Linked DNA regions of Mus musculus: all the other regions are linked to region 2. Evidence: chromatin contacts called from public Hi-C and promoter capture Hi-C data. All regions are on one chromosome and are shown on one strand. The core of a region is the stretch at or near the end of the contact, and the rest is flanking DNA. Distances in the headings are between cores, read along the strand shown. Region 1 holds the start of D030045P18Rik (RIKEN cDNA D030045P18 gene). Region 2 holds the start of Grik2 (glutamate receptor, ionotropic, kainate 2 (beta 2)). Region 3 has its middle 180 kb from the start of Gm35430.

The links. Promoter capture Hi-C pulls out the DNA fragments that hold promoters and counts their contacts. Hi-C and Micro-C count contacts between places; a contact is called where the count stands out from the background.
Region 1: a promoter capture Hi-C map of hippocampal neurons shows a contact between it and region 2, with 2.9 times the contacts expected there. The contact joins the promoter of D030045P18Rik here to the promoter of Grik2 in region 2. A contact is called at or near these places in 2 of 39 promoter capture datasets (cranial neural crest and hippocampal neurons).
Region 3: a Hi-C map of cortical neurons shows a contact between it and region 2, with 6 times the contacts expected there. The contact joins the enhancer-like site here to the promoter of Grik2 in region 2. A contact is called at or near these places in 5 of 39 promoter capture datasets (cranial neural crest, frontonasal cranial neural crest, hippocampal neurons and 2 more), 9 of 484 Hi-C or Micro-C datasets (cerebellar granule neurons, cerebral cortex, cortical neurons and 3 more) and 4 of 115 datasets of contacts at active chromatin or transcription factors (astrocytes, embryonic forebrain, forebrain and 1 more).

The regions. Positions count from the first base shown.
Region 1 is chr10:45,805,752-45,809,814 of GRCm38.p6, forward strand. It overlaps D030045P18Rik (RIKEN cDNA D030045P18 gene), which reads left to right and starts at 1,953. Exons shown (of 3, transcript NR_040624.1): 1 at 1,953-2,205.
Region 2 is chr10:49,786,814-49,790,634 of GRCm38.p6, forward strand. It overlaps Grik2 (glutamate receptor, ionotropic, kainate 2 (beta 2)), which reads right to left and starts at 1,941. Exons shown (of 17, transcript NM_001111268.3): 1 at 1,815-1,941.
Region 3 is chr10:46,043,919-46,047,712 of GRCm38.p6, forward strand. No RefSeq gene overlaps it. Among named protein-coding and RNA genes, the nearest start is that of Gm35430, 180 kb to the right of the region's middle. Within about 2 kb of position 1,998, at least 21 of the 459 cell types and tissues checked have an H3K27ac peak or open chromatin away from gene starts, as enhancers often do. A contact at or near this core is called in cerebral cortex, cortical neurons and neural progenitor cells, where this site is marked.

The DNA of each region.
Region 1 (4,063 bases), core at 703-3,202, 4.0 Mb before region 2:
GATGCAACCACAGAGGTCCTTAAGAAAGACAGGAGATGAGGGTGGGTATAGCTGGTGCCATACTGGAAGAGGAGGTTGGGCTCATGAAACCATGAGCCAAGGAAAGCCCGCTGGCCCTGGAAATGAAAATTGGCAGGGACAAGTTCTCTTCTGAACTTCCAGAGGGAACGAGCTTGACAAAAATACACATCTTGCCCCCTAAGATTTACTTTAGACTTCTCATCTCCAGGAATGTAAGAATAAATTTATGGTGCCTTCAGCCACTAGGTGACGAGTGGTGCTCCTTAGCTGCAGTGTGTGTGTGTGTGTTGGGGGATGGGGGGGGGGAGAGCGGGTGGGGGTGGGGGTTGGGTGGGGATATGCCAAACTTGCGACAAGAGAGAGGAGGGAATGCAGGTTTTTGAGCAGCGTGGGCTAGACAGAATCAATTCACTGGTGAATGTTTTAATGACTAGTTTCTCCAGGTAGCATCGAATTATGGTGTATGAGTCTCTGTGTGCATCCGGTATGCACCTGTGTAATCTTGTGTATGTGAGTGTTACAAGAAAAACAAGTATTAATAAGAAATGTATAGAGGGGTTTTCCCATTCTCTGTTTTGTCCGTACCTGGGGTTCCTCCCAGTTGGGGAATTGGCCATGACACATACTGAAGAAGCCATATTGGTTTGATGTGTAAGAATGAACCTGAAACTACCCAGGAAAAAAGGCAAGTGAGCACTCTAGCCAGTGATCTGGGAATATGGTAGAGCCAGAATGAGTGTAGATGCTGCTGTGCCAACTAGTAGGTGTTGGGGTGAGGAGGAAGTCAGGGAATTTGTAGAAAGATGTAATTTATATGTCAGCCACTCCCAAGCTGCTCTCCTTTATGTAAATCACCAATCCCCAGCAAGTGCTTGGCTTTTCTGCCAACTTTTTATTTATCTGTTTGTTTATTTGGTGTTGGGAGTTGACTCCAGAGCCTTGTGCATGCTGAGCACATGGTCTGCCACTTAGCCACACTTGTCATCTCTTGCCAGAGGCTTCTCAGCCAGGTGTTTGAACCTGAGCTCTGGGCTGACACCAGAGTTGCTTGCTTCAGGCGCTGTTGATCTTCTCTCAGGACGTGACTTTGCAGTGCTTTTGGAGCCGAGGTTTGATGGGCAAGACCTCCCTAGCCTTGGCTCTCTGCTTCTGGACCTTATTTACCGGCCTCTCTGACCTTGCAGAAGTCAAACATCTGTCGTTCCTAATTTCTTTCTCTGGTCAGTCTCCCTGGCCTTTCCCGTGCCTTGGATGTTCCGCTCTGGAGAGCATTCTGTACATATTGATGAGCAGTATGTGGGAATTTGAGGGCAAAGTCAATGGAGCCTGTGTATCTGCACATAAAAGCTTACATCCTGGTACCACTTACTTGCCAGCAACCCAAGCCCGGTTCTGATTAATAACAGCTATGATTGTAACCAGATTCGCAGCATGTGGCCCAGAGGAAACAAAGACTGTGAAGCCAATTTCCACACAGGCTTCGAGACTGTCAGCGTGAAGCACTGACTGGGGGCTTCTGTGCGGTTTCAATTAGAGTTCTCTCTTTTCTATGCCCTCTTTCCTCTCCCCAGAGATTAAATACCAGTTTCAGCTTTGCTCTCTCCGTGTTATTGGGCTCTTGGGTGCTGCCTGCGTTTATCCCACCGTGTGCAGTGAGAGTTGAGGGTCTTTATTGTTATTTCCCCCCCTCTGTTGAGGTTTGGATAATGATTAACAGTTGGTCAGACAGGTCGTTCAAGGGGCACAGTTTGCTTCAATTCTACTACAGACCCGCATGTGGCCTGGCTTCTCAGTCCAAGCAATGTCCCTCGCTGGAGAAACGGACTCTGCCTGAGGATTTCTGTCTTGAACTGATAAGGTTGTGGGAGGACACAATGGGATTTCTTCTTAGGCTCCCAGCATCCAACAGTGCAGCATCCATGCGGACTTCCGTTGTCCTGCCAGAATTCCAGGAAACTAGGCAGAATGGAAAGTTCCAGGGCCTCCATGTGCCCCTCCCACAAGTACCCTGTGGACTAACACTGTATGCCTCTGCTCCGGCATACACGAAGGTGTAATTAAGTCTCTGGTGATTACTATTGAGAATGAATAGCACCGGAAGTGCAAAATAAAGCCGTATTCCTTGGTCTGAGGGAGAAGCAAGGATCAGTGTCAGCATTTTTTCCTCCCACAATGGTGAAACAGGTATGTCAGAGTTACCTTTTTTTTCCCCTTCTATGTGAATTTTGCGTGAGCAGAAAGACTTTCCAATATAAAGTCATTTACTAAACTGAGAGGAAAATTCTTAGATAGATGTCTATGTTTTGCCTGGTGGCTGACATGCAAGGATTATTTTGACAGAAAGTAAATAGCAAGGCAGTATGAGAGACTTGAGAAGAAAAAAAAATGGTTCAGCTCATGTGTTATTTAGTGAACAGGCCCAATCAATTTAACTTCCACTGCCAGAGGAGGGAGTTATGTGGCTGTATTGGGCAAGGCTCACAAATTATAATCAAGAAGTAAATAATATTGAAACCTTACAAATTGAATTTTTATTAAGAAATTCATCTCTGGTTACCTCAGGGTTTATAAAATTTTTTAGTACTTGTGGAAGAAGGCAGTATATCTCAATGTACAATACCAGATTGATTGGGGTGAGTAATTTTAACTTTTTAGGGTCAGAAATATACCTCACCTTTTAAAACAGGCTTAATGGGAAGGAAGCTGACAAATGTGCTATAAAAGACAGTCTATGCCTTCTTACATTGCCTTTTATCCACATTACCACTCCTGCTGTGGGTCCCATGTACTTTACAAATTGGGATTAATGGCTTTTTTTTTTGCATGAGAGTTTCAAGGTCACAATTTCATAAATCGTGCAAATAAACAAATCCTCTCTATCATCGACTCTGTGTACTTAACATTTTTATATTTATTACTTTCTGCATTTATAAGATACTGGAACTGCTATTAATAATTTGTATTTCCTGTACAGGCATATAGCTTAGCTCGAAAATGTGAGTGGAAACTTTAACACCACATTTTTCAAGGATGACCAAGTGGAGATGTTTTCTGTTCATGCACGGCTCATTGCCATAGTTTCTTCAGTTAAAGCAGAAATAACAGCAACTGACCTTTGAGAGTATTATATGAAAGGCATTTTGCATGTAGATTGTTATTTCAGAAAGCTATATATATCAATATATTATTGATAGCATGTTATAGTGAGAAGAATTCTAGGCCAAGTTTCAGGTCTTGCTATGTTATTAATGGCAGTGTCAGATGGGTTTTGAGTGACAATGTACCCTTGCTCTCAAAGTCCATGTCTCTCCATGCCTATCACCATTTAAAATATTTATTTGCTTTTGTTTTGTTGGTGTATGTTTCGCCTGCATGAACATATGTGCACCTTGTGCATGCCCCTGGCATCTGAGGGGGCCAGAAGAGGGTGTCAGATCCCTTGGAACTGGAGTTACTGTGTGCTGCCACGTAGTTGTTAGGAACTCAATGGTCCTGCCCTCAGTGGTCTTCACTGCAGAGCCATCCCTATAGCCTCGACAACCGTTTTCTCAAGAGTGTTATCCTGCTTTAGTTTTGCCCCATGGTGTCTGACACACGGGGGATATGATGAGAGGAACTTAAGGAGGGTTATTTCAGCTCACAGTTCAAGGGTATAGGCTAGCATGTTGGGGAAGTCCCAGCAGCAGAGACTGAGGTAGCTCTTCACATTGCAGAAAAGCAGCAAAGCGGAAGGGGCAGACACATGCATGCTAGTGCTCAGTCACTTCTGCTTTCTCAGGTGTAAGACCCACAGTGGATCTTCCTGCAACACAACATAATCTAGACACCCGTCCCACCCATGCTCAAGGTCCCTTCTCCCAGGCGACGCCAGATTCTGTCAAGTTGACAATTAACTCCAACCTTCACTCTTTTTGATAGAAAGAAAACATCCACTTCCCATTTGATTGACCACAGCAGTTCATATAGATCTACTTCTTTTGCCTGGGCAGTTAAGTGCAGTATTCTCCCATTCCAGGAAGCAGGGTACACCATCAACAAACGG
Region 2 (3,821 bases), core at 691-3,190:
GACCTCTTCTTCTTGGGCACTATTACTTTAGAAGCAATTTTAGTTTCCTAGTCTCCGGGTGAAAATGAATCTTATTCTAGTTAGCTGCCACCTGCTGGGGCATGAACAAATGTGTAATAATCCTTATAGCAGAACATTTAAAAGACAATTCCTATACTTTGGCTAGAGACAGCAAATGTGTATTCTATAATAATCTAAATTTTAAAACCATCTCAATGGTTCTTCCACAGAAAATATTCAGTGCATTTAGATTTTCTCACACAAGTGAGAGGCTTCTGCTGACCCTCTCACTGTTGTTCTGCTGTTATGGGACATTTAAGAAACCTCACTGTATAGTAACACCTAAGGTGTTATTCCATGCAAGTGGCCTATTGTGTTGAAGCTTAGCTAAAAAAACAGCCTACTCAATCATGACATTAAAGGGGAAACAGAATGAAGTCCAAGACAGAGATCAGTTGAAACCACACTGTTGCATACGCATCCATGATTTCTGTTATTCCTTGGGATTCTAAACACATTACCAACTGTGGTATTAACATTCTGCTACGTTGGTGGCTAATGATATTTTTAATTTTAATTACTATTTAGATGCTAAAAATGTATCTTAATTAAGAAATTGAACCAAAGAGATTTGTGTCGGTAAAGCTCCTTTTAAAAAATTCAGCATGTGCAATCTTCAGTGGATTTAAATTTAAAAAAAAATAGATGTTTTACTATTTAGTCATTTTCTGTCTTTTCTTCCCCTGTGCATTTCAATTCTTTAACGCCTAAGTTTCTAAGGACATTGAGAGTTCATAAGCTTACTTGATTATTGCAGGAGTCTATTCTGCAAAGTTATAAAGTAAGGAAGTAAAACAAGACCAAATTAAAACGCAATTGCACATCTTCCAGCAAGTAAACTGCAGACTTATTTAAATGAATTAGTCATATTCTTGTGAGATGAAAAAAATTAATCCATAAGGTAATTTTGATGAGAGATACTTACAGTATGAAGATGAAGAAATGTTAAACGGTAATCTGTTCGTTTCGTTACCAGAGGGTAGTTTCTAATATCCTCCAACCCCCAAATCCAAAATCATCTTAGAAGCATTAGTCCTGTTTGATTCTCTCTCTCTCTCTCTCTCTCTCTCTCTCTCTCTCTCTCTCTCTCTCTCTCTGCTACTACTGCTACACACACACACACACACACACACACACACACACACACCCTTCCAATACTCCAGAAGATAAAAATATGAGGAAATGTGGTTGGTTAAAAGTTCTGAATCTTTATGATCCACCTCAGTGATGCAGTTAGTCCTTACCCCTGTGGGATGCCCTGAGAGTTTTTTTTTTTTTTTCTTCCTGAAGCTTTTAATACTGTCCTCAGTATTAAAATAATCTCAACTTTCTCACCCCAGAGTTATGAATCAGGGAGATAGTGGGACTGGTGGACGAAAGAGGGATGAGGAGTTGTTATGGCACAAAGATACACAGCTTTCCTGCGTCTCTTCGCCTTGAGCGTTGAGTCCCGGTAGCTGAGTACACATCTGACAGATCGACTTATTCAAATATTTTACGTGGAGAACACCAGCCAGGAGCCAAATGAGCCACTTTCATCCTTGCGGGGCACTGGCTGCAGCAAGTGAGACAAAGCCCTCCAAGCGGCTGCATCCAGCAGGTGCCTGGAGCGCACGAACTCAGCCGGGCAGCGGTTCCCCTCTTCCTTTCCTGTCCGCGGCTAGTGCTCCTCGCGGGTCCGCAGTGCCTCCGGACCCACAGCGAACGCCCTGGGATTGAGCTCCAGGGAGGGTCCACCGCTGGCGAGTGCTTACCTGCGGCTAGGGTGAAGAGGGAGGGTAGGGACTGGGGTAGTCCTCTCAGAGCTGCGGCAGGAGGCGGTTCAGCGGGAAGTCCCGGGCTCCCAGCCTCGGCCACGCAGCCGCCAGCGAGAGCGCAAGTGACGGCGGCGGAGACCGAGACCGCGGAGCCGCAGCGGTGGCGCTGGAGACAGACACGCCTCCTGGCGGGGGTTCCTCTCCTCTTGCTTTAAAGGCGCCGCGCTTCTTTCCCCGCTGCTGTTACTAGCTCCAGGGCACCCAGGCCCACCCAAGAGCACGGTGCACTCTTTATTTCAAGAACTCCAGGGAGAGAATTCCGGGTACTGACCACCTAGTGCTTCCGGAACCCTCGGCCCTGATTTCGTCTCCTGCAAGCAAGCACATCCACATCCAGGCATAGGGGAACAGGGACAGAGATGCTCTGAATGACAGTGGGTAAGGCAAAAGGGACAAGGATTGATTTTGCCTGCTCTGAGAAGCTACACTGAGTATAAGGACTCATAGCTTCTGCTTCTGGGTGGCTGCTTTTTTGCTGCTCCTGAAACCATGGCAACGAGACTTCTATGTTGCCAGCATCTGGGGAGCAGCTGGTTGTCTCCAAAGTGACCCTTTTGGTTCAACTACTGCATTTCCCATTCAGGTTGGTGAGGATCATCTTGGTTTCTGCATCTTCTACTTCTATCCTGCTTCTCAAGCTAGATGGGTTTTGGTCTCTCCTGGTGTCCAGTAGCAAAAGAAATGGACTTTCAACATCAAGAAGCTGGCAGGAAATCTCAGCACAGGTCTAGCCCCTTTATATCTGATTTTGTTCTTCAAGCTAGGTCCCTGAACTCTGAGGGAATTTGAGGCCTGGCAAGCACAGAACCTGGAGTCCTAGCTGTCATGGTTGGGAAAATGAGCATATAGAAGTACTTAAATATGAGATATTGAAAGATGTTTTTAAGGAGAAGTGGGAGGAGGAGGGTGCCTAAGTCCTAGGGTCTTCCCAAGGGTTGCTTCCTGGAGTCAGGGGTGGGGACAGGAGGCAGAGAGCACACCAGACTCCTCAGGCTTCTCTGGAGGAGCGATTAGCTTCTGCAAACAATCCCGGATTTGCTCTCCTCTGGGTCAGAAAAGTCAACATGTATTCAATACCTTTGCTACTTTATCCTCAGCCCTGCAATATTAACTAGAGTGGAGACTTAGCAGTTCCCCCCAGAGTACATTGGTGAGCTACTATTCTCGAGGAGGTTTAAGAGAGGCCAAGCTTGAACAGGCTTGGCAGACCAGCCCAGGAGACAAATTTCAAAGGGATTGTAATAGGAAGCAGGCCAGGTGGAATTCCTAAGCTCAGTGGAGCCTAGAGGCAACTGCAGTCCCAGGAGCACTCCAGTCTAATTCTGAAGGGCTGGAAGCAGAGGCTCCTGTTCACCCTACAGCAGACCAACAGGCCGCAGAGAAGCGTTTGTTCTTTTGCTGTATTTTGTTTGTTTGTTTGTTTTGTTTTACCTGCAGCCATTGCTATCCCAGAAGAGTAAAAACTTTCCTGAACCTGTCTCGGTATGCCACACATTCTGGGCTAACATCTGACTCAGTCCTAGCCAAATCCTCACTATTTACTACGTTGTTCACCATCCTAGGCTCTCTACACCGTATCACACATACACCACACATTTACTGTGCTTAGCTGTCTCTGGGAGACATGGGCTTAAGTTAAGAAGAGATGAGTTAGTGGCATGGAGTGTCCGTTTGTGGTTTATAGATCTCAGGAATGGCTAGAAGGTTCCTGTAATTAAGGCAACAGCGGCCTTGTTGTACGAAGAGAATAAATAGTCAATGACTGTATTGTGCATCCTGGACGGGACAGCACAGACGCGTGACCAGCTCCAGGCGCCTGGGCTCCAGCTGCTGTGACCTGCAGCCTAATAGGCCCTCCAAGAACAGTGCAGTTCTGGCCAGGCTCAGGAAAAATTGCTCTATTCAGCCTTATTGCCTGATGAGAGTAATGAAGACAACTTGTCT
Region 3 (3,794 bases), core at 748-3,247, 3.7 Mb before region 2:
CACTCCATCGGTTTAAGTCTAGAGGAAATATAAGAGGATACAGGAGAAAGTCCTTTAGTTGTCATTATCTCTGTCTTCCTGTCTCTCAATATCTCTCTGTTCTTGTCTTTCTCTGTTGGTCTCAGTCTCTCTGTGTCTGTCTTTCTCTGTACTGACCATCATACTGTCAGGTGCTCTAATCTATTACATCCCTACTATAGTAGACTAAAATCTTTGAATCTGCCTAGATATTTTGTAACAGTGATGTAAAGTCTTGACATCGCAGGCAGTCTGTGATAAAACTTCTGAATAAAGACTTCAAGTGAAGGGCTGGAAAGACTTCTCAAGACTGGGGGTGCAGTCACCAGATCCTTGAAAGCATCTATATATTCTGTTCCATATGAAGCCCATCATCTGTGAAGGAAGCTCAGCTAACCTGAGTATTCTTTGAAACTCCAGGCCCCTAGAAAGTTCTATATATGGACTACTCTACTTCTAGACAACAGATAAATGACACGAAGGTATTTAGAACCTTGAATTTTTTTAAAGGCTGGATAAGGAGACAAATGAATAGTGGCTACTTGCAAAATTTCTACTGAGCACATATTTTTAAATTAAAAAGGAGGGAATATAGTTACTGCTTAAATAGACCTTCTAAAATTGGACATCAATAACATAGAAAAGAAATAATACTTTTATTTCTACTGCAAAAACTTCAAAATCCATGGGGCAATGCTCTGGTGTTACTTTCTGTTTTAGAGCTATCTGAATTTCTAGAAAGATCTTTCAATTTATCTTAGTTGCAACAACCCAGGTACAAGACTTGTCCTGTGGGGTATGCAGGTGAGTAAAAAAGGTCCTTGAAGCTCATGAGACAAAGAACAATAGGTTATATGTAACCAAAACTGACAAATGAGGTATGAGAAGTATATAAACATGACATTATAGACCTCTCATTTTAACTATGTGGGAGGCTGATCTGGGGTTACAGGTACCTGAGTCTAGCCTGGGCAACACAGCCAGATCATATTTTAAAACAAAAGCAAACAAAGCAAAAACACAACAAACAACACCCACATCCTAAACTGGACATAAGGGTAACCAGGAAAGTCGAAGGCTTATAGATAGGAAGCCACAGTTGAGGTAAACCTTGATAAATAAGAGTGTATCAGGTTACGTTGGGAAAGACAAATTCTGGGTACAAGGATATCCTGTGTGAGTTGGAGCACAAGAAAAGAAACATGAGAATGTGGGTTGTAAAGGAAACAAATAGAAGAGCAGGATGGGGAGCTAGGATTGTCTAAGGGGTATGGGTGGAGAGGGGTCATGTGAGTATGTACTTAGAATTGGCTGTAAACCATGGCTTGATAAGAGTAACTTAATGTGACTCCACTGGTCAGTGTTTTCCCATGTATTAAATGCATCTAGACTTGGGGGTTACAGTAGTTAGACATTCTCAAAGCTGGATCAGAGATGGTCACATTTTATCTATTGAGTTTCTCGTTTGTTTCTACCTGGATCCTGACTGATCAGCTTGGGTCCCATCTTTGTTACAGGTTCCCCACAACGCAACACTGAGATAAAGTTTGGAAGGGATTGGGGATTGTGATTGAACATTTGAATCCTCTTAGCCCTGAGATGTGGTGCAATCTACACAGATTTGTGTCACTCAGGGTAATTAGAAAGTGATTATTTTCAAAGTAAGATTGATTTGTCACTTTCATAGCTGAATACAGAAGCAGGGACAGCGTGGTGATGGTGAGATCCTGCAAGTTGTTCCTTGTGATAATACATAGCCCTTTGGTTTCAGAGAACATTGTATAATTATTTTCTGCATGACTAATTTTCTGGGCACTTTTCATTCTTGTTCATTTATTTTCGTTCCCTTGAAGTCCAACAGAAATAATTGTTCCTATTTTAGGTATCTTAGCAACTAGCACCCAGTTTAGTCAAATCTATTCTTTAAGGCTCCGTGAGACATTAAATGTCCTCGGGGTGAATAGTGGGGCTCGGCCACAGACCAAGGGCGGTGCTGCCAGCTTTTCTCATGCTGCACCACTATTGGCATGCTGATGGATGACATCTGCAGAGGGGGCCAAAGCTGGCTAGCTGAAGCTGCTTTTAGGCCCTGGCTGAAACACAAACTTTGAATCACACTCCAAAGTACAATTACCCACAACAATTTTATACATCATAACAGTAAAGAGAAAGCAGGAAATGGTTGTAGAAAGACAGAGTGATCTTTTGAGACAGTCCATGCCACTTTTAGGCAAAGTCTGATAGCACTATCTTGGGAAGCTCCCTGCTACAGCAAACTACCACCTTCATTTCACCTCACTGACTCTAGCTTGAGGAAAACACCTTTTATGGTGGCTATTCCCCAGAGAACCAAAATATGACTGTGGGTTTTTTTCTTGAGTACTGAGGAGTCCTGCTTTGAGAGAGACCCAATAAGCCTATTTTCCAAAGAACATTTTGAAATCTATTTGATTATAATCACAAAGGAAAAGATTGTGAGTCCCCTGTGTTGATTCTAAGGGAAACATTGACCAGACAGAAAACCTACCCCACAGCCAAACTGAGCTATAATGACCACACTTTTTATTTCTCCCAGGAAAGAGTAGTATAATTGGTCCCTCTAATACAGTAGCCAGTTTGTTCAATCTTTGTTCAGTAGAGGATATTTATTTGGTAGACATGCTGCATGGAATCAACTGGCCTCAGGATACAGACTGGGAATTGATTTGCTTCTAAATAAATCTCAGAAACTCAGTGATAAATTGAACATAGGCAGAATAAGCCATGTAATTAAAACTGCCTTTAGTACATTTGCATACAACAATTAACAATTTATAGGTAACCAGAACATGAGAACATATACTGCACTGATTTTCTCAAGGGCATTTGTGTGTGTGTATGTGTGTGAGAGGAGAGAGAGAGAGAGAGAGAGAGAGAGAGAGAGAGAGAGAGAGAGAGAGATTTGAATTCCATTTCTGTCACCGAATAGAAACAAGAGGTATCAACATGCTTCGGAATATGCAGTAGAAAGATCACTCGCTCCTCGCAGGCCCTGATACCAACATTCATCTTAGTACATAAAAGAGAAAACACACCAAGGATGGGAACAGCACAAACAGGGACTGCAGCAAGAGCTGCAGAGCCAACTAATTCTAACAGAGCGCAATCACTGAATTTGGCGGGAAAGCAATACCCAGCTTTAAGACAGCAACATTGGAGCTGTACTCTCTCCTTAGGAAATGTAAACAGCTCACTGATCGCTGGAAAATTTTAGGGTCTTTATCTTGCAAGAAGCCACTGTTGCAGCTGCAAATGTGATATCACCAAAATGGAATGCAGTAGAGGACATAAGCAGCCCAGGTTGGTACATTAGCATGCGTTGTTACTCAGCCAGTTTGGAAAAGGGTAATATCTTGGCTGAATGACAAGCAAAGGAATTCAAAAGGATGACACTGGCTGCTTTTTGTGTTTGTCATTATAGTATTTGCTTCTTTGTTGTTTTAAAATTAGCTGTGAAGCTGAGTGGCTTTTGAAAATCCTTCTTTGAGTATCATTTCAAACAATTCGCAAATCCTCACCATTCCATTTGAGATTTTTAAAGGCTGGATTCTGCACGTTGGTTAATCTGCTCAAAGCAAGGAAAAGCAACTTGTATTTTAACTAGCAAGTCCATTGTTACACATCTTTGTACATTAAGACAGAAAAAAAAAACCAACCCAACATAAATAGCCCTTGATAAAACTGTAAGAATTTGTATTTAAATTTAATTTTCTCTGCAAGTGCAGTTAGCATTTTTT